Linked DNA regions of Gossypium hirsutum: region 2 is linked to region 1. The links are chromatin contacts, called in public Hi-C maps. All regions are on one chromosome and are shown on one strand. The core of a region is the stretch at or near the end of the contact, and the rest is flanking DNA. Distances in the headings are between cores, read along the strand shown. Region 1 holds the start of LOC107920397 (serine/threonine-protein kinase ATG1c). Region 2 holds the start of LOC107919791 (ankyrin repeat protein SKIP35-like).

Evidence for each region. Hi-C and Micro-C count contacts between places; a contact is called where the count stands out from the background.
Region 2: a contact with region 1 is called in a Hi-C map of leaf, with 4 times the contacts expected there. The contact joins the promoter of LOC107919791 here to the promoter of LOC107920397 in region 1. A contact is called at or near these places in 6 of 34 Hi-C or Micro-C datasets (callus, hypocotyl, leaf and 1 more).

Annotation. Positions count from the first base shown.
Region 1 is chrD13:25,198,170-25,200,869 of Gossypium_hirsutum_v2.1, forward strand. LOC107920397 (serine/threonine-protein kinase ATG1c) reads left to right here and starts at 1,396. Exons shown (of 13, transcript XM_016850104.2): 1 at 1,396-1,907. The coding sequence starts at 1,665. LOC107920551 reads left to right here. Exons shown (of 6, transcript XM_041108927.1): 6 at 137-429. The coding sequence ends at 139.
Region 2 is chrD13:25,535,446-25,538,171 of Gossypium_hirsutum_v2.1, forward strand. It overlaps LOC107919791 (ankyrin repeat protein SKIP35-like), which reads right to left and starts at 1,340. Exons shown (of 3, transcript NM_001327162.1): 1 at 697-1,340. The coding sequence starts at 1,319.

The DNA of each region.
Region 1 (2,700 bases), core at 146-2,645:
TGTCTTTATTTTGTTTTAAATGATCTAAGTGAAGCTCATAATATGTCATATTTAATATTAGATCAAGTTTATTAAATTTTAAATATTTATATACAATGTATATGTTTTGATTTTGCAATGGTTGTGTTTTGTTCAGTAATGCCTCGTAACTCTAATTTGGCGACGGATACGGGGTATTACAGGTTAGAAGATTTCTTGCTTACCATTAAAAATCATGGTTATGTTGATGATATTTTGGTAACTTTTTGTGTTTGTAATATTTGGATGGTATAATGACATGATAGGATGTCATTACAATGTTGTAACTTTTTGATTTTGTAAAATTTTATAACATATGGATTATGACATATAAACTAATGAAATCATGCAACTTTTTTTTAATATATGAATATTATGTTTGGATGTGAAATATAATTCTCAAGTTATTTATTACTTTTAATATTTTATTTTTTTATTGTAGAATAATTAAATTATTGTTTCACTAAAGATATTTTAGCACATTAAATATGTATTGCAGTTTAAAAATAATAAAGTAGATTATATATTATTTTTATAGTATTATATATTATGATTTTAGTAAATTCATATAATAATAATTATATTAAGAATTTTATTAAATTATATATTATTTTATTAAATTATATTTAATAATAATTATGTTAAAATATGGTTAAATTATTTATTATTTTTATTAAATTATTTTTAATATTAATCTTATTAAAATTTAATAACAATAACAATAATCATCTACTTAAAAAAAATTCTACTAAGGGTATTCTAGTCATTTTAGTTTTTTCTCCTTATGCTATTAACATTTTTTAATTCAACTAAACACAAAATACTATTAAAGTTCCATTCCATTTCATTCAACCAAACAATTAAATTACTGATTACATCTCTATTCAATTACAGCTCTATTCCATTATTCCATTACAGTGAACCAAACGTACCCTTATTGCATCCTAACTGAAAGTTGAATCATCTTTCCATTTTTATTATTGTTTTAATTTTATAATAAAAAATTATTTAAGAAACATTAAAATTTTTAGCTCCACATCTAATAAAAATTGATTAAAAGGATATTTATTAGTAAACTTGGAAAATGCAAATTAAAGTATTAAATAATTCATAAAAGGCGAAAAAGTCGCTTTTGTCTAACCAATGTCTGACGGACAGGTGTTAAAAGCTGATATCGGAGCTTTTCATCATCACCTACCACACTGATCCACCCAATTAAAAACCGCCAACGCACTAACATCCGTGGTTACACCGTATAAGTAACCGTATCTTAAAATATATACACCGTCTAATTCCGCTTTTAGCTTATGGTTTTCATAAAAAAACAAAATAATTATCGAATCACAAAACGTTAATCCTCAATTACGTTCGCTAATCCCAATTAATAATCTCAATAATTCAACCCATAACAAATAGAATGCAAAATTTTAGAGAACTCATTAAATCAAGTTCTCATCTCACCCTCCTTCCTCACTCTTCCTCAGATTATTTTTCTTTGCACGGTCAATCGGAAATCCAATTAATGTTCGGGTCGGATCTTCTGACGATCCAAATTCCAGTATTCTATACCATATTTTAAAGCTTCAAGCTCTGGAGTCGGATCCTTGGGCTTTTTTCTCTCTCTTTTTGTTCCAGGTTCGTCTGTAATGGCTCAAGCAACGGGGAGGGGAAGAGTGGTAGGGAACTATTTAGTGGGCCGGAAAATCGGGTCGGGTTCCTTTTCGATTGTTTGGCATGCGAGGCATCGAGTTCATGGAACCGAGGTGGCGATAAAGGAGATCGTAACGGGTCGACTCAATAAGAAGTTGCAAGATAGTTTGATGTCGGAAATCTTTATTTTGAAGAGAATCAATCATCCTAATATTATTCGACTGCATGATATTGTTGAGGTTCGTTTCTTCTTGGTCCCTTTTATTTAATTGTTTTCTTTTACTATTAGATTTTAGGGAGTTGTTTGGATGCCGATAAAGGAGAGGAAGAAGTGGCGGAAATGGAGCTATTTGAACATGAGTTGTTTACCTAAGGTAGGGACTGAAATTTGAGGCGCCATTTATTGAGGGAAAGTTCTTCTTTTAAGGAAAATGATGAAAGAACGGAGGATGTGGATTCTTTTTAACTGAAGATATTTTAGAATGCGATATTGAAAATGAGAAGAATCTACTTATTGAAAAGAGCTATCCGCGCATACTCGTATTTGATAGAAGCAGAGAATGAAAGAATTTACGAATAGTGAAATTTCAGTCAATCTATATATTGTATTTTTTTCTTTGCTAAGCAAAGTTTTTTATTAATAAGAAAACTCATTACAGAAAATGAGCAACATCATTTACAGGGGATTGAACACCTAAATTGCACATCACGCCTAATCTAACACAACAAAATCCTTCAAATCAACCCAATGGAATAAACCACCATAAGATTCATCATTTAAACAATAAAAACGTACAATCAATCACCTTATCTAGTCAAATTAACCAGCAATAAAACAAAGTTAAGCCTATAGCATCCATAATCTCCTTCCTATAGCAAAACATTTGAAAAATGATGCCGTTGGGAATTCAGCAACTAATACTAATGGAGAAGTCTCAAGGATCATGGGAAGCAATTTGGTAAATTTGCAGTGGTCAAGAAACTAAATGGTAAATCTAGTTTTCATGTATTATTTTGTGAAGCTTGCAGCTT
Region 2 (2,726 bases), core at 90-2,589, 340 kb after region 1:
AAACACTCCAAGTCCAATAACTAATTCAAAGCCACTTTTTTTGGTTGAATTCAAACCTTACTTCATGGGAAAAAAGGTGTGAAGGTTCATTCAATCAGATTTACAGAAAAACAGAAAACAACTTCTACTTCAGTTCTCAGAAACTATCTAAGCCAGAAGCAGGGAGAAATGCACAATAGTTAGCATTCTCTTATATGATGAACATAAGTGCAGTGAGTCTAATGCAACAATAAATGTACAGTTACCTGATTGTTATGCGTGATCATACATAAAACTGACAAAGAGTAACATGCATATCAAACAGCATGCATGAAGCCATTGACAGACTTAATGTCTTACCAGTGAATATTCCAATATTTAAAATATAACACAAAATCATAACAGACATATCCAACAGATGTAAAGCCTTACAAAAACAATTTTATCTAATACATAAACATATAAATGATTACCAAGTAAAATTGAAGTTAGAAGTTGCAGATGGTTATATGTGATCCCTATTAGTGGAGTTTAGGATAACAATTTCTCGTTGCTAGAAACTAGAATCAAGATCTATATTTACCTATATAGAAATGCATGGTAACCTAAAATCAACAGGTTTTCCCCTCGTGACAACTGACAACATCAATGCTTTTGAAGATAATTTCAAAGAAGCTTTATTATCTATCTACTAGTCAAAAGAAACAGCTTGTTTACCTCTGGGCCATCACAGTTACAGTGTCAGCAAGACTCATCGTGCGACTCTGGCAAGCAGAGACACAAGAAGCAAGAAATGAAGTCCGGAGAGCGGCTCTAGTAAAGTCATAAGCACCATTGGCAATGATCTTCTTAATCAAATCAGTAATCCCATAAAGCTCCTGTTGGGTGCTCAAAAACCAGATAGCATCCAAGGTGACACACAACGCATCATTTAGAGTCTGTGGATCTGCCGACAAGATTAGACTCTCAGCAAGTTCCCAATCATGGGAACTCACGGCCCCTTGAAATAATTGGCCCAACTCAATCCTGCATTGTCGGCTGAGCTTCTTGTCGTGCCCAGATTTATCCTTCTGGCAGAACTCGGAGCCTTTCGCAGCTACTGTAGATTTGATTTTCTTCAGACTACAACTACAACTACCAGAAGTTGATGACTCTTTAATTACAAGGGGTGCCTCAGTCGAGAAAACCATATTGCTTGCCTCACCTTTTTCCAATCGAAAGCCTTGAATTTCACTGTTTGGTTGTCCAATTTCAGTTTCCTCAGTATCCATTCCAGTAAACCAAGGCTCCTCTAAGTGCATGTTTTCACTCCCCACAACAAATTCGCTCCCTTTTTCCATTAGTTACACTATTCGTTGAGCAAATTTTCAGCAACCAAAACCAAGTCACAAATGAAGTGAACACTTAAGTCTCAACCATCAAGAGGAAAGGATCCATCCTCAAAAGGCACCAAACTGTCAGAAAAAGTCGAAGAGAAAATGTGTCCTCAAAAACCTAGATGCATGTCTCTTGCAGCAAAATAAACCGAAATTTTGTATGCTTAACAATAATTTTCTAGTGCCAGTCACCTAATCCGAAGGCAAAAGCAAAGCCCAAATACCAGGAATATTCAATGATCAGACATCAATTCCCAGAAAAATAAAACAAAGGAAACGCATAAGACATAAAAGGGAGAGAATGGCCAAAGCAAAGCAAGAGAAACTCTTCTCAGAACGATCTAAAGGATTCAATAACAAAAGAAAGGAACTGAAAAATCATTAAAGGAGCAATATATACAGGGATGAGCAAATCTAGCGGAGATGGCCATTAAAAGCATGAAAGGGGTTCCATCCGTAGAAAACCCTAAAAGCCCTTGTTCGTCTCAAATTATTCCACTTCAATATGAGAGATCCAAGGGAAAAGGCCAAACGCAGAACAAAAAAAAAAACCCAATTTGATAAATATAATCCAATAATTCTTATCAGAGAAAGAGGAAGAATCACGGTGAAAAAAAATCAGATTGAAGCATTAAAGCATACAAAAGGATGAGTTTGGTCAGTAAAAAGTAGTAAAAGAAAAAAAAAACGATGAAAAATTAAGATAGGGAACCTGAGTAAGAGAATGGAGATTGAATGAGAGGAGGAGGAGAGAGAGACAAAAACCCTCTCCGCCGCTGTTGTATGGTATGGAGTTATTAGATACCAAAATGGAGAAATTAAGATAGGGGAAGATGAGTAATTAGAATGGAGATGGAATGAGAGAAGGAGAGACAGACAAAACCCCCCACCGCCGCTGTTATATGGTTTTCAGATTCTTAGATACCAATATCAAATTGCTGCCTCTGCTTTTCTTCCCATTTTCCCCTTTTCTTTTCAGCTACTACCACGTATGTATTAATATGAAGGCTATAAAGTCCACAAACTCCAAGCTTTTTAATAAAATTCCAATTTTCTCCTTCATTTACTCATGTACTTTTATACCTTTAGTAATTGCAATATTATGTGATATTTGGCGATATAAATTATAATTTTATAAATATAATTTAAATTTTAAAATATGGTAATTATTATAAAAATCATTAAAAAAATTATTTGAACAAATAATAAAAATTAAAATCAAATCACTATATAATAATTTTGTGTAATTTAATTATTTATTTAGTAAGAAAAAAATGTATAAGAATTTATCTCTCGTGAATAAAATTTTTAAATTATTTAAAGGAGATTAGTAAAAGAACATATAATTATATTTAAAAAAATAATATATAT